Linked DNA regions of Mus musculus: regions 2, 3, 4, 5 and 6 are each linked to region 1. A link is a contact called in public promoter capture Hi-C data. All regions are on one chromosome and are shown on one strand. The core of a region is the stretch at or near the end of the contact, and the rest is flanking DNA. Distances in the headings are between cores, read along the strand shown. Region 1 holds the start of Nme2 (NME/NM23 nucleoside diphosphate kinase 2). Region 2 holds the start of Dgkeos (diacylglycerol kinase, epsilon, opposite strand). Region 3 holds the start of Pctp (phosphatidylcholine transfer protein). Region 4 holds the start of Mmd (monocyte to macrophage differentiation-associated). Region 5 holds the start of Cox11 (cytochrome c oxidase assembly protein 11, copper chaperone). Region 6 holds the start of Tom1l1 (target of myb1-like 1 (chicken)).

Region 1 (4,002 bases), core at 705-3,204:
CTGAACCCATCCTCTGGAAGAGCAAAGTGCTTTTCACCACGGAGCCTTCTCTCCAGCCCCAAGAACAAAACTGATGGCCTTTGTTATATTTCAGTAGATATTTAAACTTTAAAAGTAACCTCGTTGCCGGACGTGGTGGCACAAGCCTTTAATCCCAGCACTTGGGAGACAGAGGCAGGTGGATTTCTGGTCTACAGAGTGAGTTCCAGGACAGCCAGAGAAACCCTGTCTCGAAAAACCAATAAATAAATAAATAAATAAATAAATAAAAAATTTTAAAAGGTAACCTTGTATTAAAAAAAAAAAAAAAAAAACTGGGTCAAAAAAGAAAGAAAGAAAGAAAGAAAGAAAGAAAGAAAGAAAGAAAGAAAGACAGACCTGGGTCTCATGGGATCCAGACCTGGCCTTAAACTCCAGGTATAGGCAAGGGTGACCCAGATTTTCTTTTTTTTTTTTTTTTTTTTTTTTCTTTTCAAGACCGGGTTTCTCTGTACAGTCCTGGCTGTCCTGGAACTCACCTTGTAGACCAGGTTGCCCTCGAACTCAGAAATCCGCCCGCCTCTGCCTCCCGAGTACTGGGATTAAAGGTGTGCGCCACCACCGCCAGGCTGACCCAGATTTTCTTATCTCCACCTTTATGTGCTGAGATTTGAGCATGTGCCACCACACCCTACTGTTTAGGAGGGGTTGACTCTAGACCTCATGAACTACACCTTCAGCTGGTGGCTACATACCATGTCAAATAGTTACTATCCTATGCCAAGGAGAGATGCAGCCTAGGTCATCTGGAAGTTTCGGCTCAAGCACAAAAGAATTGCAATTGTACAGGGCGGGTTTCAGGCTCTCTCCAATCCTTGCTATCCCACATGACAACACAAGCCGACTGGAGACCTTTTGCGAGACGGACAGGACCAGGACACACTGTGGGAGGGAAGCCAGGCCTGGGCACCGACACCAGTCACGTTACCTCCACTTAAACCTTCCCAAGGGCGTCTGTCCTCCCCGGCCTGGGAAAGGGCCAGCGAGCCACCAACGTCTGGTGAGAGGCGGAGGTCAAAAGGATTCTCGTGGGAGTGAAATCAGCCAGGAGGCCTAACTCCGACTCCAAAAGGCGACGCGGCCAAACTACTGGCGGGCGAACCAAACTCCCGCCACCCAGCAGCAGAGGGGTAGGGGGCGAAGGGCGTTGTTACCCGAAGGAACTTCATGGCCACCAGGCGGAACCCCTTCTGCTCGAACCGTTTGATGATCTCGCCCACCAGGCCGCGCTGCACGCCATCTGGCTTGATGGCAATGAAGGTACGCTCGAGGTTGGCCATGGTCCTGTGGAGGCAAGAAGTGTAGTCGATGAGGCCCGGCCGACCCAAGCCGGCCCAGGAAGCCACGTGGGTTCCTGCCACCGCCGCCGCTGCGGAGGACACGTGGCTTTCCAGATACTTCTGCCCCGCCCGGGAGGCCCAGAAAGAGGACTGCGGGAGCCTGTGGTGAGCTGATGTCGGGGCGGGGAGTGCATCTTAGCCTTACCGAAAGCCGGTGGGTCGGCTGGTGTCTGCGATGAGCGACAGAAGCAAAGAGAATAGAACGACCACCAGCCGGCGCGGAGAGAGGAGGGACGCGGGGCGGGACGAGAGACGCCACACCCCGGAGGACCCCGCTGCCCAACCCGGGACGCTCAGGCTGCCTGGTCTTGCCAGTCGTCTCTGTCCCCGCCCAAAGGCTCGCGGTGCACGCCCTCTCCTTGCAGGGCTGCGGAGGGCTGCGGGGCAGGAAGTGATTTGTTCTCCACCCAAGTCCGCCTGTTCTTTGCAGCTAAAGGCTTCAGCTTTGGAGACCAGGTCCTGAATTTATTCCAGGAGACATCTGCATTCAAGCTTCCCTGAGACATCCGCGCCCAGCTGGACTCTCCATGCTCTGGGATACCCCGAGTTTTTCCTATCTCCGAAATTCAGCCCTCTGTTCTTTCCTCTCTGCTTGAGCTTAGCCTTCCTCACCCAAAATGACAACTTCCCTAGGAGCCAAGTCTGTCTCCAGGCCCCTCCTCAGAAGGCCATCTGTTCCTGTCTCAGAATGACTTTCGAATTCCTAAGATAACCCATGCCTTTTGACACTAGGGCCAGCTCCCAGCTCTCTGTCTCCTCACCTACCTTTCCTCTAGAGGCTCTGATGCCACCCTGAGCCTGGGATTCCTGCCCACAGAGCACTACCTACCGAGTGTCAGGCTACCCACCTCAACCTGAGACACCCCTGGCAAGATTCTAGATTTTTGTATATAAGTTGACGGCCTGCCTAGACTTCAGAGGAAATTCAAGGCCAGCCTGGTGAATTTGGTACATGAGACTACCTCAAAATAAGAAGCAAAACCAGGTGTGAGAGATGACACTTGCCTATAGTGCTAGCTTTTGGGAGGTGGAGGCAGGAGGATCAGGAAAGGACAGCCACTGCTACACAGTTCAGAGTCAGCCTGGTCTGTCTCAAAATATACAAAATGGGGTGTTGGAGAGCTGGCTTTGTAGTTAAGAGCCTTCCAGGGGCCAGAGGTCAAGTCCCAGCAACCACACACTTCAGGTGGCTCACAACTATAACTCCAGTTCCATAGAATCCGGTGCCTCCCATCTCCAAGGACATGCCCTTACGTGCACATACCCACATGCAACACACACACCTACACATAATATGATAAAAACAAGTTTTTAAGGAATACATACAAAGAGAGGGGCTGGAGTGGGTAAAGTGGTACATCCTTGGCTACACTAGAATTAAAGACCAGCCTCGACTACATGAAGGTAGGGAGCACTGAATATTTAGCTCTGTGGTAGGTCCACTTGTGTAGCATGCACAAGGCCTTGGTCCAACCTCCAGTACTCCAGACTCTGTATTCTCAGAAGCCAGGCCTGTCAACTTGCAGTCTTTACCTCCTGTCTTCTTGGCAAGCCACCAGTACCCTAAAGGTGCCCTCAGTGCCCACATCTGCTTCATTTCCATATCCAGACCACACCCAAAAAAGTTGCAGTATGTTGTGTGAACCAGCTGCTGCTTCTCCCAGCAGGCTTGGAGCCTGAGCTGGGGCCCTGAACATCCCAGTAAATAGGTTTAGGGCATTGCCCAAGGCACTGAGCCTAACTAGCGCAGATGAGTCAAAATGCCTGAAACCTCCTTCTCCAGCTCCATTGCATCAGCCCTGGCTAAAGACCTGCTTGGACAGAACAGCCCTCTGCTCACTGGCCATTAGGATGAGCAATTAAACTCTAAAGTTATCTCATACAGGCTCTACACACTGGGCACTTGAACCTACAATTTCCTTTTTTTATTTTTTTATTTCTTTGATTCCCAATGAACACTGATTTCAAGTGACTCTAGCCCTGGTCTCATCGAGAGAATATACCCTGCTTTGATGCCTCCCTGCATCTCTAAAGGAACCGGCAAGCTCTCTATGTTCTCTATGACACCAGTACTACTCACAACTTGAGATGAGATGAGGTCGGCTGACCTCCAAACTCAGGTTATCAGCCTTGTGGCTCCAGCCCAACTGGTCGCCTATAACTACTCAGGTGGGTAACAGCCCATCACACCTCTCCACTGTCCTACACCTCAATTAGCAGAGCATCCAACTAGGATGCACCGACTGCCATTTGCCCTCACTCTGGGCCCATTTCCTTCATTCTCAGCCTGAAGTGTGTGTGGGCTCGCATTTGCCCAGCCAGCTGGTTGGTTGCCTTTTGAGAGGATCTAGCTGCATAGCCCTGGCTGGACTGCACCAGTCTGGCCTCAAGCTTACTGAAAGCCTGTCTCTCCCTCCTAAATGCTGGGATTACAGACATGTGCCACCACTCTCCCATGTTTTGGAGTTACCAAATGTCAACTGTACTGAGAATCTGCAAATTTCACTGAACTTACCTGTCGGGTGAAGAGTCGGTTACCCCTTTGTCAGGTCACATACCTCCCTACCCCACAGTAGAAGGACCCTTCATTGGACACCAGCTGACGGTCCCAGGCCTACAGAAC
Region 2 (4,002 bases), core at 400-2,899, 4.9 Mb before region 1:
CAGGAAAGCAGTCAGGTTAGCTCAGGTGACTCATCTGACACTTAGTCCTGAAAGATCTGACAACAGAAATGTCCTTTCAAGACTGGGGAGAGAGCCCAACAGCCTGATGAGTTAGGAGCCACAGAACTCGAAGGGAGCTCACTTTGCACCCCCACACCCCATAAATAAATGAGTGGAAAACGTAAATCTCCTTTCCCGTCTTGTGTGTCAAACACTTGACTATGACACCAATCGCTACAATAGCTACAGAAATTTAAAGCCCTGCTTTGGGTTGACCCTTGTTTTCATAGTTCCAAATCAAGAACAAATTGGTTTTGTGACTGGCATAAGGTTCTTTGTGTACCCTTCATTCTTCCTTATGTAAAGTGGGATGCTACAGAGTAGCCACGAGCCAGGCAGCACTTAAACAGGCCTTTGATGAAAATTAAGAGCCTTGGCAGGGGTGGGAATTTAGGGGTGGTGTTGGTGGTGGAATTCAGTTGTTAGAGAGCTTGAATAACATGCTTAAGGCTTTTGGGTTGGATACCCAGCACCTCATGAACTGGTTCAGGTGATGCAAACCTGTATTTTCAGCACGGGGAGGCGAAGCATTAAAAGTTCAAGGTCATCTGCTATCCTTAGTGAGTTTGAGGCTAGCCCGGGCCACAGGGGAGAGACTGTCTCACAAAGGGTAAAAACAAAAATAAAAACAAACAAAAACACCAACCAACATCTACATGAGACTTGCTTCAAACGCCAGGGATGCCGTGAATAGTTTGGGCCATTTGCTGAGATGAATTTAGGTCTCACCACCCACTGTTTACAATCCTGCCTCCCATAAAAGCCATACCTGTAATCGCACAGTTTAGGCTGGCTGCCACACTGCTGCCTGCAGAATACACAGTAAGAGCACAGGGGCACGTTGCCGCGGATCCAGTGGTGGGGCATGGCATCTGCGGCCTTGTCGTTCTTGAGCATGATCTCCTTGCACGGGAAGCGCTTGTCGACCTTCTTGAGGCAGCCCTCGTCCACGCGGAGCCCACAGCAGTCGCAGAAGGCTCCTTGCAGGATGTGCTGCGCGCACACGCAGCAGTAGGTGGGGTGGCTGAACAGGTCGGTGTCACGCCAGCAATGCTTGCTCTTGCGGAAGATATCCCTGCGGTGCAGCTGCCGGCGCGACCGCTGCAGGCTACACCATAAAGTGATGAACACCGGCAACAGCACGGAGCACAGCGTCCATAGGACCAAGTGGCCATCAGGGAGCAGGCTCTGGGCGGGTGGGCCGGACCGCTGGTCCCCCTCCATCTTCTCAGGCCCAGGCGTGGCCTATGGAGCGCCGGGTCCAGAAGGCTTGCCTTCGGATTCACTGCGTGGGGTTGCGGCTCGTCCCGAGGCTGCGCGTGGCCTCGGCCCCGGGAAAGGCGCAGGTCGCACCCGCGGGCTCCGTGCAGTACAGGCTTGGCTCGCGGCCACTGCGTTCACAACGGCTGTCGCGCTGAGCCTCGCCCGTGCCTCTCTCGCGAGGTCTCCGGAGACCCCCCCCCCAACCCCCCAGTTCGCTCTCGCGGTCGCCGGTACCACCTACAGCCAAGCCTCCGGCCGCCGTCCCACCCTCAGGCCGCGAGATCTGCGTGGGATGAGGAGGCCGCGCTTGAGAAGCGCACCTGCGCAGTCCGCACGCCGGCCGGCAGCTCGGCGAGGGCTGGGAGGGGCCTGACGCGCCCACAACTTGGGCGGGGCCAGGTAGGACAAAGCCAATGGCGGTGCTTTCCGATGGTGGGCGGAGCTAGAGGAAGGCGGAGTCTGCGCTGATAAAATTTGTAGGCGGGACCAGGTGTAGGGCGGGGCTCGCGGCGGCGCTCCCCTTGGGTGGGAGGGGGTCAGGTATGAGGGCGTGGCGGAGGCTAAGAGGTGGCTTGGAAAGTTGAAAGACTTCAAGGGTCTGGACCATCTAGGAAAGGATGAGCAGAGGAACGGATAAGATGGTGTGGAATGAGGCATGGTTTAGGGAAATCAGGGGCGGAGTAAGTACATGGTTGACTATCAAAAGTTCAGAACCAAAGGAAGTTCTACCATAAGTGACTTAACAGTATTTGACCTTTAGCCTGATCCCCTTCTTCAACGGTGAAGGTGGAATTGGCATGATTATGGATATCGGGGAATCCTGGATGGAGAAAACTGGCTCTTTTGAAGGTGTTATGTTCATTCAGAACACAAGTCAAAGACTGCCAAAAGTTACCAGTGTATTATATAAATATAATAAAATAATAAAATAACTGGACATGTGGCCCACATGTGGATGGACCTCTGTGAGTTCAGGGCCAGCCTGATCTACATAGTGTGAGGACCAAAACAGGAAAAATAAAGCATACAGGTTAAGAGTTCTGTTTGTATTTAAGGATAAGTTCCTGTTTGTCTTGTGTTTGTTTGACCCATCTGCACGGATGTGTTTGATTACATGTGGACCGGAAGTAAATCAGGGTCACATGTAGGCAGGAAATACATCAAGATTTACGCTTGCCCCCAGTTGAACCAGACGGGAAATGCAGTGAATTGTGGGTTTTGCCTTTTTAAGCCCGTGCAAAGCACGACTTGAGGCCATTCTCTGGGAACCCCGAGATGAACTTGGCCAGAGAGTCCATCACCTTGGCCAGTATTTAATTAAAGCTTACATTAAATTTGGTTTTAAATTGTGGTAGTGGTCTTATTCTCTACTGAGGGATTATCACGAGTTCTTGGTCAACTAGGGATACACAATAAGACAAACAAAACAAACAAAACAATGCAAAACCAACCAAACAAGCCGGGCAGTGGTGGCGCACGCCTTTAATCCCAGCACTCGAGAGGCAGAGGCAGGCAGATTTCTGAGTTCGAGACCAGCCTGGTCTACAAAGTGAGTTCCAGGACAGCCAGGGCTGTTCAGAGAAACCCTGTCTTGAAAAACAAAAACAAAAACAAACAAACAAAAAAAACCCAACCAAACAACAACAACAACAAAAACCCGAACCAAAACAACCCCAGGGATAAGAGTTCACCTGATTTACTTCCGGTCCACATGTGATCAAACACATCCGTGCAGATGGGTCAAACAAACGCAAGACAAACAGGAACTTATCCTTAAATACACTTTGTATTTAAGTACCTTAAATACACAAAGATCACTTTGTTTTACTTTGGCCATTCATGGGCCAGAGAGATGGTTCAGTAGATACCTGCTGCTAAGCCTGAAAGCCTCACTTTGATTCTTGGGACCCAAACACTCTCTGTGGCATGTGAGCACCCCCCCCCCACACACACATAAATAAATAAGTAAATATAATTTAAAAAATTACTTTGGGGGCTTGAGAGATGGCTCAGTGGTTAAGAGCACCGACTGCTCTTCTGAAGGTCCTGAGTTCAAGTCCCAGCAACCACATGGTGGTTCACAACCACCCATAATGAGATCTGATGCCCTCTTCTGGTGCATCTGAAGACAGCTACAGTGTACTTACATATAATAATAAATAAATCTTAAAAAAAATTACTTTGGGCATACAGGTCAGCTTCAGTCTATCTAGGTCATGAACGAGTTTCTATAATTTGTTCTACAATTCTATGATAGGATTCTATAATTCTGTAAAATGCAGGCTCTGGTCCCCTTTTTCTCAAGGAGGAGACCTGAGGTTATTTTCCCTTTGAGACAGCTTCCCTAAATGACCAGCAAGCACCCAGACCCACCTAGGGGGCACTAGCATTGATATATGTTGGGGTCCAGGAGTCACCCCACAAACCACAAAAACACGGATCTCAGTCAGACAGGGATGGCTTATTGAGCGTTTGCCTCAGGACTGATTGATCAGGGCTGCAGAGCAGACAGACGCAGGAGCTGACTGCTACGCTAAGCCAGGATTCTGCAGAGCCTTTAAGCCTGAAGTCCACAAACATCTGTGCTAAATGGCTTCACCAATCAGGACCTATGGATAGGATTTCCTCAGGTACGCGTATCTGTGGAGCACTTATCCTGTGCCTATGGGTTGGGATATT
Region 3 (4,002 bases), core at 978-3,477, 4.0 Mb before region 1:
AACAGCTGGGTTCAGAGGCTGATGATAATTTCAAACCAACCAACTCATTTCCTCCACACACTCCTTTCCAAATGGGCAAAAAGGTGATGATCAATAGCATCTACCCTAGGGCTGACATTAGACCGGAGTAAGTCAATATCTGCCAAGTATCTGGTGCCCAGATTACATGACAGTATGCTGCAAGTGTTGGCTATCACAATGACTGGTAGTAATTCTGTGACTAAGGATGACATCGATAAGATCACAAACTGGCTGTCGGGTGCTGAACATTTGGGATAGGAGACAGTCAACAGGCAGAAGGCCAAGGGACCAGTTATAAAGATGAGGCAATATGAGGTGAGAGGTGCTGAGAAGCCAAACTCAAAACGGAAGAGAAAGGGGAGGGATGGAGTTCTGATACCTGACACACAACTCAGCGAGTGCCTGGTTATGTGGCTGGCAGGGTAAGGGCAGGGAGAGAGCAGGAGTTTTGCCTCAAAGTGTCCTGTCCAGTTTCACACTGGGAGTTGTTAAAGTCTCAATAGGATGCTAGTTCTGTGTGCTGTATGTGGCACGGGGTCTCTTGTAAGAAGCACACACCTGTGGATGCATGTGAGCACAATTAGCGAAAAGACAAAAGGGCAGCTAGAGGTTCTCTCTGTGCACTGAAGTTTAAGTGGGGCACGGCACAAAGCCATCCTCCAGGCTGATAATTATCGTCAGTGAGTTCCTGTCTCTGACACGGCAGAGGCATACAGTAGAATTTCCTATTGCCAACCTCACAAAGTAGCCCTAACCCCAGAGGACTGTGAAACTATGTAGATCCAGGCTGCGATGTAACCTCACAGACGAAGCTTGGGTGACCTCAGCTGTAGGGAGGCCACCTCTGCACGCCAGAAACGCCATCCACCTTCACACAGTTCCGTCTAATCCAACTTGTTCCACAAATGTCTCGCACTAGGTTATAAACCCTCCAACTGCATCTGTCCTGAACTTCTCTGCCTCTGTGACACAGTTACGCCATTCCTCCATGTCTGCTTCCTTCACCTGTGAAAGCCAAGGCTCCCATAATAGATCAGTATTTGGAATCCTTTGCTATACCAGTCTGATCTTGTGCCAAGGAACTTCTGTTGCCTACAGCAAAGCAACTGATGCCAAACCTCCAGTTTCTCCCACCTGACTAGCTACTTGGTTCCAATGGCTTCTTAAGATGCCTCAAGATGCTTAACAACCAACTACACTCCTCCTCCGGCCTCCATTGCTCTTTCTGCATGAAGTTTCACAACCGAATTATTAAATAGACCTTAAAATTAGATCACACCCACACAGAAGACAGTCACTAAATTGATGGAATTGCTACTGTTACCTCTTGGCCAGCTCTGAACATCCAGTCCATGAGTCTTGTCTCTTTCCTACCTGCCTCAGGACATGGCCCTTCTGTACCCCATACAGAACTGGCACCCATCTGGCAAAAGGAAACATGTTCTCTGCAGACACTGGCATGGTGTAGGAATGAATAGACCAATGTTTCAATTTTCCTAGCAAACAAACGGACTGAAGTTGGGCTAAACTTCCAAACTACTCATTTTCTGTTTTCTATCAGCTGATTGCTGCCAAATGCCTCTCTCTTGTGAATGTAGATAAACACACACTCCTATATGTCCACGGGCACGCCACTCCAGCTCGATCTCGGAAACCCTGTATTGGACCCGTTATACCCACTCCCAGTGAAAGTCCAGATCCTAGACCGGGTGGGTTTCTTTGGCACCTCGCCCCATCTTCAACCACGAGCCGTTAAATACAATTCCCTACTCCCAGGCCGTTTGATTTTTTTTGCAAACGCTGCAGAGTAAAACATAAATTACAACTCAGAAGTCTAGCAACAGGAATGACCTGAGGCTGAGCTCGGACAACCTGCCAGCCGCATAAGATCTACACAGGGTAAAGTAGCTCCAAGGAGCCTAGTCACCCCTGCAGAGCAGTGGAGTACCCTTGGCGAGTCCTAACCAGGGGGCCCAGGCCCCTGACCTCCTCCAGCGGGCAGGTCAGTTGCTACCTGGTCCAGCAGCCGGTAGATGGTTATGCCTGAGGCCTCTACCAGGAGCTGCCAATCGGCCCCGGTCAGCGCCGGTTTCTGGAGTTCAGCACAAGCCTCCCGGAACTGCTCGTCCGAGAAGCAGCATGCGGCCCCCGCCATCCTTCCGCAGCCAGGATACAGCGCCCGGAGCGCAGGTCACTCACTGGCCCTTAGAGAGATCGGGGGCGGGGTCACAAGGTGACCCCAACCTGATTGGCAGGGAAGAGAGAAGGCGGGACTTGGTCGAGGAGGCGGGACGTGGGAGGGCGGGGGTGGGGAGCGGAGGTTAAGAGGGCGGTTCCAGATCTGAAGACAGGCGGGGCTAAGCAAAGGTTAAGAAGAATGCCGAGTTAAAAAATACTAGAAAAAAAGCTGTCGCTTATCTGGAGAAAGAAGGAAGGGCTGAAGAAGTAGGGAAACTTCTGGAAGTAGGGCCAGCACATCCTATACTCACCTCCACACCCTTCAAACCTGCGTGAGATTCCTACCCCCTACCTCTCTGAAGGTGGAAAGGTCTCTGGAAGACATTTGGGGAGAGGGACCGAACACAAATGCTTGAAAGTCTCAGAGGTCAGATGCTAGTTTTATATATATATATAATTTTTTAAAAATGCTCTTCTTTCTGGTATACATTTTGAAACCGTGTTTTGTGAATCAATCCCTTAGAATCAGCAGAAGGGCAAGGAAGTCACAATTAAGAAATCAGATCACAATGGACAAGATTTTTGTGGGTACAAATGATATGAAAGATAAGGTACCTGGATTTCTGCAGCTTGCATAATTTAGGTCTTGCAACTCAAAGATCTTTTTGTTCATTTGAGTCTTACTCAGCCGAAATCTGCAACCCTGGCTTTGAGTAAAGTAGGGAGTTCAAAGATAAGTGCAAACACCACTCAATTGCCAAGACCGCCTGGAAAGCCAAATTGCCTAATCTGTAAAATGGGTCAAAGACTGTGCTGCCTTAAATAGTCGAGGGCCGTAGAATATCCCAGTGCCTACCAAAGTGGTATTTAATGATCATTCCCTCTTGTTTTTCAGGAATAAACTGAAACACAATTTTTTCAATACTAGAAGGGGAAAAAAAGTGGTTAAAAAAAAAAACTATTGAAAGCCAGTTTACAAAAGCCCCACGGTCACATTTGCCAAAAAACAGACAGATCACTGTTTTATTTGCCTCAGCATGGATTTTCTTGTACAGGACAGAAGGAAAGTAAGTTATTCCAAAACACGGGAAAGATTGCTTCAAGACAAATTTCCTTGCAGTTTTAGTGGTAGCCTGTAAGCTTTCTCACAGGTGTAAACTATTACTGAAACAAGCAATCCACTCACACTCATCCAACAAGGAAACCAATGTGGAGGATTGTCAAAGATTGCCAAAGGACCAGTCATGATTGTGTGCTTTCATGGGATCGGAACTTTGTCACCACAGAAATATTGATGGATTAAGAGAGGCCCAAGGGAATGAACAGGACCATAGAAGAAACAAGAGACCAAATTCAAACTGCTTTATTGTACATGTTTAAATATGTTGTCTGTCTGTCTGCCTCTCTCTCTCTCTCTCTCTCTCTCTCTCTCTCTCTCTCACACACACACACACACACACACACACACACACACACACGTTATTTTATTTTTGTCAATACAGAATACAATCATGTTACCAAGCAGGTTTTCTTTCATGCAGGTCCCCCCCACCCACCCACCCACAAAAGAATCTACAATGGCTTTCTTCTGTCCTGTAGGAAAAAGAAATTAATGTTGAGGTGAATAAAATTGTAATTTGTCTGTGCTGTGGCAAATGTGACCTTGGAGCTTTTGTAAACTGGCTTTAAATAGTTGGGTTTTTGTTTTTGTTTTTTTTTTTTGTAAATAAAACAAAACAAAACACCTTTTTTGTTTAAGGCCTGTTATTGACGATTTACATAAATAATCCAACCTGTTTCCTT
Region 4 (4,002 bases), core at 650-3,149, 3.7 Mb before region 1:
ACAGCTTGAGGTTCAGAGCAAGACCAAAAGGAAAGTACAGAGACTTCTTAGGTCCTCTCACACAATAGCCTCCCCTGCGTCGTCCCCCCCGCCCCCAAGGAAGTGGGACATTTGTTGTGATTACAGTTCCTATCCCTTAGGTTGTCATTTCATGTGGCTAATTTTCAGTTATCTTTTAGTTAGTACCTTTGTTACTGCCCCTTGATCGTTTATAAGGGGAGTGCCATGTAGTCAATTGGTAGATTTTCAAGCTATGCTAGTTGTCAGGCTTTACTGTGAGTGCAAAAGGAGTCAGGTGTGTGTTTTAAGAATTGTGCTGTTTTAAAACTTAGGGAGAGGCCGTTGGCATACTGACCTGATGGTATCTGGTGCTTCGTGTTAGAGGAAGCTATGTAGGAATCTGTTTTGCATCGGGCAAGTTTCTTTTTCACTCCCTGATCCTCTTTTACATTGATGACTCCCCAACCCCCACTTCTCTACATTTAACATATGAGAGAAAACATTTAACATTTGTATTTCTGAGCCTGGTTTATTTATTTCATTTCATATGATGATATCTAGTTCCATCCATTTCTCTGTTCCCAGAAATGTAGTTACTCGTAACCCCCCCCCCCCCCACACACACACACTGAAGAACAATCCAGTCCTCCTCTATTGGAGCCGATTGTCCTTTTAAACCAAGTGTGCAGCTTTGGAATGGAAAGATCACTCCCGAGTCTTCATTTTTTTCCTTCTGGCTGACTAATTTTCCATGCTGTCTCTAGACACACACACCACATTTTCTTTCTACATCCTTTGGTAGGCACCTACACTAATATAATAACTTGGCTATTGTAAACAGTGCCACCTTTCAAAGCCTTGGCCTCCATACCTGTGAAATGAGTAACATAATTTTGAACCTAAGGATTCCTTCCAAGATCAAAGCAATTGTTGTGGAAAGCACCCCGGGGCACTTAAAGAGAAGGACACTAGAATGGTGGGTGAAACCATTCCCCGGCATCCCCCCATCTTTCATTCGTTTCAAAAAGAGTAAATACTGCTTCGAAGCTGGCCCTAAGTCCCTCAAGAAGGTGAAGTTTGAGGAGTGGGGGATGTGTGTGGGCAGGTTTCCTGGATGGGAGCACACCTGGATTTCAGGAGTGATGCTGACAGGTCCTGCACATGTCAATTCCTTTTTTCCAGTATTCTTCTGAGTGTATTCACTACCTCTTATCTCTTCTCTCCCTAGGATCTGCTCTTCTGGCAAGTCCTTTTAGCTTTACAGAGGTTTAGCAAAAGGGGCCGATTCAAGTCTACTCTTTCCTTGGAAATTTCTTGGGTTAAAAAATAGAAAATAAAATGGAGGACGTAAAAAGATCTCTCCAGAAGAATCCCCCTGGAGAAATTCCAATCTCTTCTTTATAGGACAGCCGTGTTACTAATCCGTCTTTACACAGCGTAAAAGGTGAAGAAATAAATGAAAGGAAGGACGCAGAAATGAATGAAGGCTGGATAAACGATATGGGGCCAAGATTAGAAGGCAGAGATAGATTCTTGCTCGCTGCCACTTCCGGCACAGCTGCTTCTAAGATTGTGGGCCATCTCCTACACACCGTTGTTCCTTCCTCTCTGTTGCAGCTCACACGCTCAAAGCTTTAATGCAGAGCACCGCCCTCCCAGCGCTCCTCCCCTTTCGGCTAGCCACACCCCTCGGCTCTGAGGTTCCGCCCCACCTACCGAGCTTCAAGGGAAATGAATGGCAGCGGAGCCCTGCGCCGCTCCGGACACTGATTGGCCACTGGGCGCGGTGACGCGCAGGTGGCTGCGGGCGCACGCAGCGAGAGCAGCGGGCAGGGGCGGAGCCGGGCTCCGGGGCGGGGCCCAGGCACCCGGGGGCGGAGGAGCCAGGGAGGCGGGAGGCGGGAGGCGCCGGGGCCGTTTAAGCGGCCTCCCTCCCGCCCCCAGGCGCCTGCTCTGGCCCGGGCCCTGTGCTGACCGACCCCCGGTGTGGCCCACTCCGGCCCTGCCCAGTTGCGTGGCTCCCGCCTGGCACGCCAGCGGCCTCGGAGCAGCTCAAGCCCATGAGGCCGGCGCGCCCTGCCGCCGGTGCAAAAGAGACGGAGCTCCCGGCCCCCGCGGTGGAGCGGTGGATCAATGCGGTTCAGGAATCGATTCCAGCGGTGAGAGTTCTGCGGGGAACGTGCTCCGTCCCGGGGGATCCCGAGCCCTGACGAGGACCGGCTCCCGGGAAGACTCGCAGTTCTGCGATCCCCTTCCTCCAGGCAGCTTGGGATCTGTGCCCCGGGACCCCGCATCTGCTTTGCCTCCTCCATCCGCTTGCAAACCTAGCTTGGCCCTTGAGATCCCCATCCAGACACCGCTGCTGCTAGCTTCTAGCAGACTACTCCAGCCTCAGAGCCCCCTCCCCACGACTCCACTCAGGGCCTCCACCCTTATACAAACCCCAACGTGAGGTCTCTTAAGGCTGCTGCAGCACCCTGTGGCGATGTTTGTCTTACAGCGGGTAGGAGGTCTGGCCTGAGCTTTTTGAGGTGTTTTGTCGGTGGTTGGCCCTAGAGACAGGGAAACTGAGGCACGCTTCTCTAGGTCCAGCTTTCCTGATGGTGTCCGGAGGGGTTGTGTGTCTCGGGCTAAGAACCTAATGGTGTGCTATTTGGGGGATTTTTTTTTGGCAGGGGCAAGTTAGCATTCAGGTGGAGAGACATGCCTTTGAGAAACCTGGTTTTAGGAAATAGGGAGAAAGAACGGAGGAGGCGCCACCGGAAGGCGGGTTGTCTGCTCTACACTAAAGAGGTGGTAGGGTAGCCCGACTTGAGGGACATAGTGTGGCCCTTCTCTCCCGGGTGGATTACCTGCGTGGAAGGAATGATGAAGGCTGCCGACCTATTGTTCCCAAAGAAAGCTCTGGGCTTTAATGTTTCTAAGTGGGTGAAAGTTCACCCATGGGGTTTCTGGTAACTCCATCCCTTTGTCTGAGCCTGGCAGCCATACCCATTCCCAGCCCTTCACCACCAACAGGGTAGCCTAGTGTGATGTACCAGAGAATTCAAAAGCAGAAATGCTTAAAATCTTCCGAGCAGGCTATTGAGTTTGAAGTGGTCTTTCTTTTTATTTTAAAATGTAAACACACCATTTAGTTTTCCTTTCCCTTCTTTCCCCTGTTCACTCATTAATGCTTATCTCATTTCTTCCAGTCTCAAAGGGTAAAAGAGCCAACACAACATGCACAGGATGAGGGTGGTCTTTGCGCTCAGTATTGGGGGAGATCGGCTTGAAGATTTGGATTGCTTTCTGAATATTGCTTATTACTTGGTGGCTGGAAGTCTGGCACTATCGTTGGAGGAGAACTACGTCTCTATGTCAAAGGCAGAAAGGAACCTTGGTCTTTCTCGTTTAGAACCACAGTGGATTTAAGAGACTCTGTAACGTGTGTGAACCTCATGTCCTGTGCGTGTGGGTTGTTTGTCTGATTCTTTCCTTTGCATGTCTTTGTGGGCTTCCTGCTTTCAGAGACCAGTAGCTATATTCTGCAAAATTACCCCTTCCCTATTTGACGAAGAGTTTGGGTTTCTAGTCTATCCTTTTGAATTCTATAAAAAGAAGGAAAATGTCTGTTTTTGCTTATTGTACCAACATTCAGAGAGCTCTAAAATGAAAAAATAAAAACCACCTCAGCTGATTGAGCAATCTTTTTTAATGGACAGAATTCACTTTCATCCTATTTTGGAGTCTTACCCATTCAAACATTAGAATACACAGGGGTTATCTTTCAGAGTATCACAGAATGTAATTGTTGAGTAGGTGTATATTATAGGTGTATATTATTGTGCTCTGCAAATGTTAGTTGTGTCTTTCTTGGTGATCCCTGGGTCTCCTTTGATTCTGATTGATGCAATCCCTTCATTACCTCTTTCTCTATTATAGCCTAGACTATTTATAAGCATCAATTTGAACTTGAGAATCAGCCTGCAAATACAAAGTAATATCAGAAAAGTCCTGAGT
Region 5 (4,002 bases), core at 965-3,464, 3.3 Mb before region 1:
CGCTCTTAAGGTCTGAGCCACCTCTCCAGCCCCCTCATATGGAATTTGAGTCTATGCAGTAAGAAAAGTAAAATGAGAGCAAAATGTTGACAATCTGGTATCAGAATGAAAGTACATGTAGAGGGAAAGGGTGACCAAACACTGTCATACCAAGATGGGAGAAGAGAAGTCTGTAACTTCAGTGACCACCTACTAGAGTGATGTCCTAGACGATGCCTACAGCCCTCAGCGCTGTGGCCACTATTCAGTTACTTCTTCAAGGCCATCATCTCCACTGTCACTAACATGCAGATGCCCCTCACTTCTGCTTCCCCTTGCCCTGCTCATTCTCACCGTGTGACTTACATCATGTTCTTCCTGCAGTGTGAATCAAATCATATCCGATCACTCCCATTTTGTCCCTTAGCCATGGCTGAAATAGCTCTGTAGTATCAGGTGTCTGTACCTGCTGTGACCCCATTTCCTTTCACTGTTAACTCTGCTCGCTCTGCACGCTCCACACGGACCCTGGTTTTTTTTGTTGTTGTTTGTCTTTGTTGATATTCAATCCTATCCAACTTATTTCTGTCTCTGGACTTGTGTACGATGTGAGATTTTTGTCTCGTGGGTAGCTCTTTCACAGTTTGGGAGTAGGCTCAAATGTCACCCCCAGGAAGACCTTCTTTTACCTCTTTAGACCTTCTTTTACCCTCCTCATTGTCACTCTCAATGACTTCATGCCATCATCAGCTAGTTTCATAGCAGACACTGTTAGTTGAAATTCCTTTATTTTACATTTATTTTCTGAGTCCTTCAGTAGAGGCTGCAGTCAATAACAAAAGTGATTGTGCCTGACTTAGTTTGGAATGTCCCCAGCAAACTAAAAAGGTGTATGGCTCAGTGAGAGTCAAGGAATACGTGCTGATTGACTGATAGCTCTTCCAGTTTTCGGTTCCAATCCACAATGTGGGGATAGTTAGACCCACAGAGGCCATCAGAAATAAGCTCTAGCTTATGGAGGTGGAAAGGTGGGCACGAGAGAGCTATTGGCTTCTTACAGCTTCTGGAAGAAGGAAAGTCAGTTTTCTTTAATGGTGCAATTGATCACACCGATCACACTCACAGACTAACACATCAATGAGTTAGTTCGCCTTCAGCCTGGACTCTGGATAATAATAATGTGGGGGGGGGGGTAGTTTTGGGAGGAGCCTGGAGTAGGGGATGAATATGACCCAAATACAGAGTAAAATACCCTCAAAGAATTAATAAAACCAAACCATTATTTTGAAAAAGAAATGACCTAACTTTTATAAAATTCTTACTATGCTTCAAGCAATGGCAAAAATCATATTATATTCTTACCCTCCTTGAATTACTGTGATTTCCATTCACGAAATAGGGCCATCAGGTTACGGAGAAGTCATATTAAAATTAAACTTATGCAAGGACAAGACTTGTGTAAATTCATTGATGCTTAACCTCCGAATCTGCTCTCAGTGCTATTTAATATTTATTGGTCCTTGTTTGTGGAACATTTAGAGAACTGAAGAAAGCTTTAGCGTATTTCCCAGGGGTCTGTGCCTGCAAGATGCACGTCTTTATTCCTTCAGTCCCTCCTTTAAAGGCCCTCCTGTCCTGGTCCCTCTATTCTGAACAAACTTGGTTTTTTCGGCGGCTGTCTGACCTAATGGTTTTGCTGGGTAAACAGCAGAGGGGTGATGAGCGCAGTGGGAGACATCTGCCCATGGGGCTGAGAAGATGCACAGGTCGGGGTGTTGGAGAGAAAGGCGGTTCTCATACTAAGTGTTCCAGAAAGAGGGACGTTGGTTTGCCTGCGCTCAGTCAGCGGCGGAAAGCAACGGGGCTGAGCGAACCCCAAGTGAGAGCCCCGCGGCAGAGCTGCCGCTGGGGGCCGCTAGGTCGAGACAAAGGCTGGCGAAGTTTGGGGAGATGGGGATACAAGCCCCAGTGAGGAGCTTGCACGCCGAAGGCCCAAATGCATTTTCTGCAAAGTAAACTAAAGAAGCATCCCAAGGAAACAAAAGTGCGAGGCACAGTCACTTAGCAAGAAAACGCGAACTTACCCTCTTCGGGCCACCCGGCCTCCGTAGCGCCACTGCTAACTGTGGAATCTGGTAGTCAAGGCAGCAGCGGAGGCTCAAGCCGGGTACCGCGAGACTCGCGAGGTCTCGCGAGATCTCGCCAGCGGCCCCGCCAGGCGGGCATTCTTTCCGGGGGGTTATGGGAGGGCTCTGGTGTCCGGGATGGAGGTTGGTGGCTTCGTGTGGCCGGGGCTGGAGGCAGCCCGGGTGGTCAGGGCGGACTGTGGTGAACGCAGAGCTGGTGCTTAGGCCCGGGTGGGATGGGCTCGGAGGCGCGGAGCGGGGTCTGAGACGCCTCGGGACATGGAAGCGCCCGTGCGGGGTCCGGGGGCCCGCGACGCAGCCGCCACGGCGGCCGAGGAGCAGCAACCCTTTCCAGCGCGCGCAGGAGGACGAGTGGCGGCGGCGGAACAAGACGGTGCTCACCTACGTGGCCGCGGCCGCCGTGGGCATGCTGGGGGCCTCCTACGCCGCGGTGCCCCTCTATCGGCTCTACTGCCAGGTAAGGGAGGGGACGAAGCGCGGCACGGATCCCACCTGAGCCATCCCCCTGCCGGGGAGGCCGAGGTCACCCGCCGGAGGGGGGAGGGGGGCGTCGCCTCGGATCCAGACCGGGAAGGACGTGCCCAAGGTCACTAAAAAACCTTGCAAGTGGAAGCCGGTTCCGGTAATGATGGAGCTGGTGCCACCCTTCAAAGGGCTATCAGCACAGCCATTCTGTGAAGCGCGGGGAGAAGGTACCGCTGACACTTGGTGAGTTAGAGCGGCTGTCGCATACCTGGAGGTTCACAGGACACCTCCCCTGCCCCAGATAGTTGTCCAACCTAAAATGCTAATAGTATACAGTGGTGCCGAGACCCACAGAAATGGAATTGACACTCCTGTGTTCAAGCTTTCCTCATTCTAGGTTAGCATCATCAGCCTAGGCTAGTTTAGCATCATCAGGCTAGGCTGGGTTAGCCTGAGGTTTAAAAAAAAAAAAAAAGGAAAAAAACCCTAAAATCAAGTTCCACGTTAAGCACCGATATTTCCAAAAGAATGCCCTGTTACTTGTGGAATCAACGAGTTTTAGAGAAGGAAATAAATAAATAAGGGAAGCCATAGAATGGTCCCTCTTCATGAGCAAATTAAAATGTAACCCAGGAAAACTGTGACAGACTCAGTAATATAGGCTTGAGCCCAGGACATTATTTTTCTGTTTTCTACCTTTTAGTTTAAACACCAAACTTGAGAAACTTCAATAACATGTCCCTAGAATATATAAGGAATTGTTTTGTTATTGAAAGACGGAACACTTAACTTGCTTTTTCTTCAGCGGATTTAAATCCTTTATGAAAAAAAAAATAGTTCATCTTAAAACTGAGTCTCTGAAACAGAATCATATCCTTACCTGTTAACTAAGGTCAAATTTATGATTTCTCTTTTAGGATTAAAGTTTAATTTGACAATATTGAGAGAAATTGAAAAAGCTAAGTAACGTGTGTAACAAGTGAAAGAAAGATAATAAAATATTAATATGGTAGGGTTTTTTTTTTTTTTTTTTTTTTTTTGCATCTTCCTTTAGCCTCATTCGGCTTTTTGTTTTTCTGGTGTAAGAAAGGTGAATTATCTGGCAGTGAGAATTGTGATAACCTCAGGCAGCAGTGTGTACACCTTGGAAGTAACACCACCTCTACCTCTAATGAGGAAATAATGGTGATGGGGAAACGTCAGACACAAATTACTCTTTTGCTACTTTAGGGTAGTTGGCGGGCAGGGTAGCCAGACAAGAGGAAGAAAGTCAGGGCCTCATTAACTGTGATGAAGGGTAAATAGGTGTGTATGCAGAGAATTACAGCTAAGAGGCAGGAAAACATTAATCTCCCAAGTGGGAAAACAGTCATGATGCCCTAGGAAAGCAGAATATAAGAATAAAGTTATG
Region 6 (4,002 bases), core at 824-3,323, 3.3 Mb before region 1:
AACCCATGGTTACAGATGATGAAAGAGAAATTCAGAGAGAGTAAGGAGATTAACCTAGGTCACACATCAAGTATGATGGGGAACTTGCATTCAAATCAAGGGTATTTGCGATATTTATATTTTTAAAGTATGTATCGGGAGGGGTGTGAGGAAAAAAAAAAGGCAGAGCTAGCACAATTACAGAGCAAGATGGCTTCCGGCATCAAACTTACACCAGGCAGATTTACATACTCACACCCTTGACATTTCCTTCTCTAGATGACTTCATTAAGGACACAGGACCAGGGTCAGAAAACCGCTAACGCAGTGGGTCTCAACCCTCCTAATGCTCTGACTCTTTAGTACACTTCCTTATGTTATGGTGACCCCCAACCATAAAATTGTTTTCACTGCCTACTTCACAACTGCAATTTTGCTAGTTATAGATTGCAACGTAGATATCAGTGTTTTCCCACGGTTTTAGGGGATCCCTGTGAAAGGGTCATTGGAACCCCTTCCCCAAAGGGTCTCAACCCACAGGTTGAGAAACATTACTGTACTGTCTGCCTGCTTATTGGCATCTATGACAAAGATACCCATGTACGGTGCAAACCATAGTGTGTGGCTTTAATGGGGTTCTAAATGGACAAAGCTGGGCCATCTTGCTCGTGTCGCTAGGCACACATTGTTCTTCCATCTGGATACTTCTTTCTCTCAACATGCTCATTCCTAGAGAACTCTTATTCACACTTCAAAGGCTGTGGCCGAGTTCGTTTCTCCCTTTTTTAAAGTTTTGTTTGCAAACTACGTGGTATCTTTCAGTATTATAAGGGTATCTTAACAGTGGATGCTGCAGAATATGGCCATTCTCCTTATCACCAGGTAAGTTCCCTGGGGGATGGGACTATGCCTTCCCGAAGGCATCCAGCTAGTAGTTCTAAATGTTTTCAAAACTAAGGGATAATCGGACATTGCCGAAGTGCCTTTTGCCTGCGAAGCTTCAGCGAGGATCCATTTCTGCTCGGAACTCGTTCTAAGACATACTATTCAGCAAGGAGATGGGCAGTTACAGTGCTTTTCCTAGAGGGCAGCTCTCTTGCAGTATTGTAAAGATGTGGAAACTCAGGTTTAAGTTCAAAGGTGCGGCCCATCCCCGCAGCAGTTAGTTTAACTTACTTCCAATCTAAACTTTCTGAGACTGAGTCTTAGAACTACCAGGTTCATAGGATTTCATCACCCCACCAAGTTCCCAACAGTTTGCCTGTCATTAATACACCCTGGTGCCACACCCTGTCCCCAAGGGAGGGGGCAGGGTAAAGAAGGGAGCTGAGGTGGCAAAAAGCCAATTGTATGTAGTCAGTGACTTCTGCATCCACCTCTGTAATTCAGAACACAAACACAAGGGATAAGGAAGGACCAGGCTGGCTGGATTGGAGGGTGATGCGTGGTCTAAGAGCCTCAGTGACTGCAGACGGCCCCTCTCCCAATCTCCCTCTTTAAGCAAAAGGCCGGCTCACATCGCTTGGGCTGTGCGCTGGAGAAAATTGGTTTGGAGAAACCTGCCTCTCAGGGTGAGATCACGTCAATTAGCGTCTCAGATCTCTCTTTCTGGTCTGTAAAATGGGTATAACAATAAGGTGCTGAGAGTGGACGACGCACTTTATGAAGAACCTTCCCCGGGTCAAGAAGTTTCCACTTTCTCCTCCCAGCGGTCCCAATACTCCACGCAGTGCTGTGCTGCGGGCCACCTGCTTGCTCCACTCGCCCAGCATTTTGAACTTTGCATTTTTTTCGGAGAGGTTCTGGTATGAGTGAGCCAAACTCAGAAAGGTGGAAAGTGGCCGCAGGTGGCACGCAGGTGGCGTGGGAAAGCTGCGGGGGAGGGTAGCATTTCCTCCGACTTGGTCCAACTCGCCCCCCACCCTCCAATCGAGAATGGAGTGGAACCGGCAAAGCTCCCACGGTTCCCCAAGCCAGCCGGGATGTTACTCCCTGCGCCTCCTTACCTATGAGGTGACCCACAGAGGTAGCGTAAGGATCGCGGTGACTCTTCCCAAACGCCATGGTAGCTCCAGAGAGCCCTCCCAGGAAATCCGCCTCCACCGCCCTCCGACTCCACCCGCTCCGTGCCCGAGGCTCCTCCTCTCCGCTCCAGCGCTTGGCTGCCGCGGAGAGGCGCCAGGCAGCGAGCAGGGCGGGGACCCGGGGGACTTGGCGCACCTGCCGCGTGCTCCTGGCGCTTCCCGCACCTCGTGACTCTAGGTGGGCTGGGAGCCCGGGTGGAGTGATGTGACTCCGCACCCCGGGCCTGCGAACTCAGAGTCCAGCTCCAACATCTCCACCGCAGGGCTGAAGACCGCTCCCCTCTCTTTGGAGACTAGACAGTGTGGGATTAGTTGCTAACACAGACTCGAGGGTTATTGCTAAGGTTTATTCAGACAAGGACATAGACCTCTCAAGTCACACACCTCCAGAACAATGAGACTTCGCCTATCACCACTCCGGAGGTCCCTGAACCGATTTTTGCGCCCTACCCTTTAAATCTACGGAACTGGGAGGAGGATGGGCTGTCTAGGAGAGCCAAGACCTCCCTTGAGCCCGGGCTTTGTTTTTCACCCGTTTCCAAGAGGGACCACGAGGCGCCACCACACAAGCTTTTGGCTTCTAGCTCTATCTCCTAGGAACCCTGCTTTCCAGCCTTATGGTGAAAGGAGAGAGGGGCCTTTCCTGGGGCTCTGGCAGGAAATATGTTTGGTATGTAAATCCACATTAAGAAACCAAACCTCTCTGTTTCTATTTGAACCAAGATTTCTTTTTCCTTTTCCGCGGCACGGCTAACATCAGATACCCATGCTTCTGATCTGTAGGATGCCTCCTGAGACGATGGGCTACTCTGCTGGTAGATTTTGCTTCCTGTAGCTAACTGGGACTGAGCTTCACATTAATAGTGGGTTTATTCCCCCCACCCCGAAATGGTGACTAGAAAGAGCAGGAGGACCTGGCCTGACTCATGTTTTTGGTCTTCCATATTTTAGCATAGATGTCAAAACCAATTACATTATGCTCCAAGTGGCTATCATTTGTTGTATTGATCCGGAATCTTCCTCCACCTCCCCCTGTTTGTCCTCCTCCATGAGTGAGTTAACATCGGGATCCTACAATGTAAAATACGGCATTTTTGTTATGATGGTGTTTCTTATGATGAGGTCAGTCCTACCTGAAATAGGACATGCCTATCAGGCTCACTAGCTGTTTCATGTGGTGCGATCTCTCCACTGTGGCAGTCAAGTAGTCTTTACAGCTGATGTTGAAAACCTCTTTTGGCTCTCTCAGCAGCCTGATCTCTGTCTGTCCCTAGCAAATCATTTTGCCTTCATTGCCGTGTGTGATGGGGCAACATTAAGAAGAAAGTCAAAGGCTGGAGAGATGGCTTAGCAGTTAAGAGCACTGACTCCTCTTCCAAAGGTCCTGAGTTCAATTCCCAGCAACCACATGGTGGCTCCCAACCATCTGTAATGGTATCTGATGCCATCTTCTGGTGTGTCTGAAGACAGCTACAAGTGTACTCATATACATAAAATAAATAAATCTTTTTTAAAAGGAGGTGGAGAGGAGAAGGTCAAGTTCTGCCTAAGCTGAAGTGATGATGACTTTCTGTCAGGAAAGAGAAGTTGGATGGAACCCAGGATCCCCGTAGATCATTTATCCCTGCTTCTACCGAGAGGGTGGTTAGGCTTTTGGTTTTCCTCTGCCTGATTTCCTTACATGGCAAGATTGAGGGAGAGCAGGAAGAATAGTAGCAAGGAGTGTGTCCTGGGCACAGTGGCTGATGACTGATCTCTCTCAGCCACTGTCCTTCAGGATGTCGTGATGTCTGTAGCCATGTCTTTCTACGCTCTGTCACTTTCTCCATGATCCTGTTCTTCCACAGGCGTGATTATCAACCCAGTCAATGTCACTGCGGTCTGGGAGAAGGCTGTTAGAAGTCACAGCCAAGTTGAGGTCAGAAAAGAAAGATTCTTC

Evidence for each region. Promoter capture Hi-C pulls out the DNA fragments that hold promoters and counts their contacts.
Region 2: a promoter capture Hi-C map of cranial neural crest shows a contact between it and region 1. The contact joins the promoter of Dgkeos here to the promoter of Nme2 in region 1. A contact is called at or near these places in 2 of 39 promoter capture datasets (cranial neural crest and second pharyngeal arch cranial neural crest) and 1 of 484 Hi-C or Micro-C datasets (B cells).
Region 3: a contact with region 1 is called in a promoter capture Hi-C map of pre-B cells. The contact joins the promoter of Pctp here to the promoter of Nme2 in region 1. A contact is called at or near these places in 4 of 39 promoter capture datasets (cranial neural crest, frontonasal cranial neural crest, maxillary cranial neural crest and 1 more).
Region 4: a contact with region 1 is called in a promoter capture Hi-C map of pre-B cells, with 7 times the contacts expected there. The contact joins the promoter of Mmd here to the promoter of Nme2 in region 1. A contact is called at or near these places in 3 of 39 promoter capture datasets (cranial neural crest, maxillary cranial neural crest and pre-B cells).
Region 5: a contact with region 1 is called in a promoter capture Hi-C map of pre-B cells. The contact joins the promoter of Cox11 here to the promoter of Nme2 in region 1. A contact is called at or near these places in 5 of 39 promoter capture datasets (cranial neural crest, frontonasal cranial neural crest, maxillary cranial neural crest and 2 more) and 1 of 484 Hi-C or Micro-C datasets (embryonic stem cells).
Region 6: a promoter capture Hi-C map of second pharyngeal arch cranial neural crest shows a contact between it and region 1. The contact joins the promoter of Tom1l1 here to the promoter of Nme2 in region 1. A contact is called at or near these places in 4 of 39 promoter capture datasets (the HPC-7 cell line, cranial neural crest, frontonasal cranial neural crest and 1 more).

The regions. Positions count from the first base shown.
Region 1 is chr11:93,954,302-93,958,303 of GRCm38.p6, forward strand. Nme2 (NME/NM23 nucleoside diphosphate kinase 2) reads right to left here and starts at 1,955. Exons shown (of 5, transcript NM_008705.5): 1 at 1,525-1,955; 2 at 1,194-1,323. The coding sequence starts at 1,319.
Region 2 is chr11:89,059,102-89,063,103 of GRCm38.p6, forward strand. It overlaps Dgkeos (diacylglycerol kinase, epsilon, opposite strand), which reads left to right and starts at 1,650. Exons shown (of 4, transcript NR_110336.1): 1 at 1,650-1,722. Dgke (diacylglycerol kinase, epsilon) reads right to left here and starts at 1,647. Exons shown (of 11, transcript NM_019505.4): 1 at 830-1,647. The coding sequence starts at 1,284.
Region 3 is chr11:90,000,667-90,004,668 of GRCm38.p6, forward strand. Pctp (phosphatidylcholine transfer protein) reads right to left here and starts at 2,228. Exons shown (of 6, transcript NM_008796.3): 1 at 2,036-2,228. The coding sequence starts at 2,176.
Region 4 is chr11:90,247,577-90,251,578 of GRCm38.p6, forward strand. Mmd (monocyte to macrophage differentiation-associated) reads left to right here and starts at 1,900. Exons shown (of 7, transcript NM_026178.2): 1 at 1,900-2,159. The coding sequence starts at 2,134.
Region 5 is chr11:90,635,970-90,639,971 of GRCm38.p6, forward strand. Cox11 (cytochrome c oxidase assembly protein 11, copper chaperone) reads left to right here and starts at 2,215. Exons shown (of 4, transcript NM_199008.2): 1 at 2,215-2,583. The coding sequence starts at 2,221. It overlaps Stxbp4 (syntaxin binding protein 4), which reads right to left and starts at 2,139. Exons shown (of 18, transcript NM_011505.2): 1 at 2,064-2,139.
Region 6 is chr11:90,685,528-90,689,529 of GRCm38.p6, forward strand. It overlaps Tom1l1 (target of myb1-like 1 (chicken)), which reads right to left and starts at 2,074. Exons shown (of 16, transcript NM_001357543.1): 1 at 1,986-2,074. The coding sequence starts at 2,043.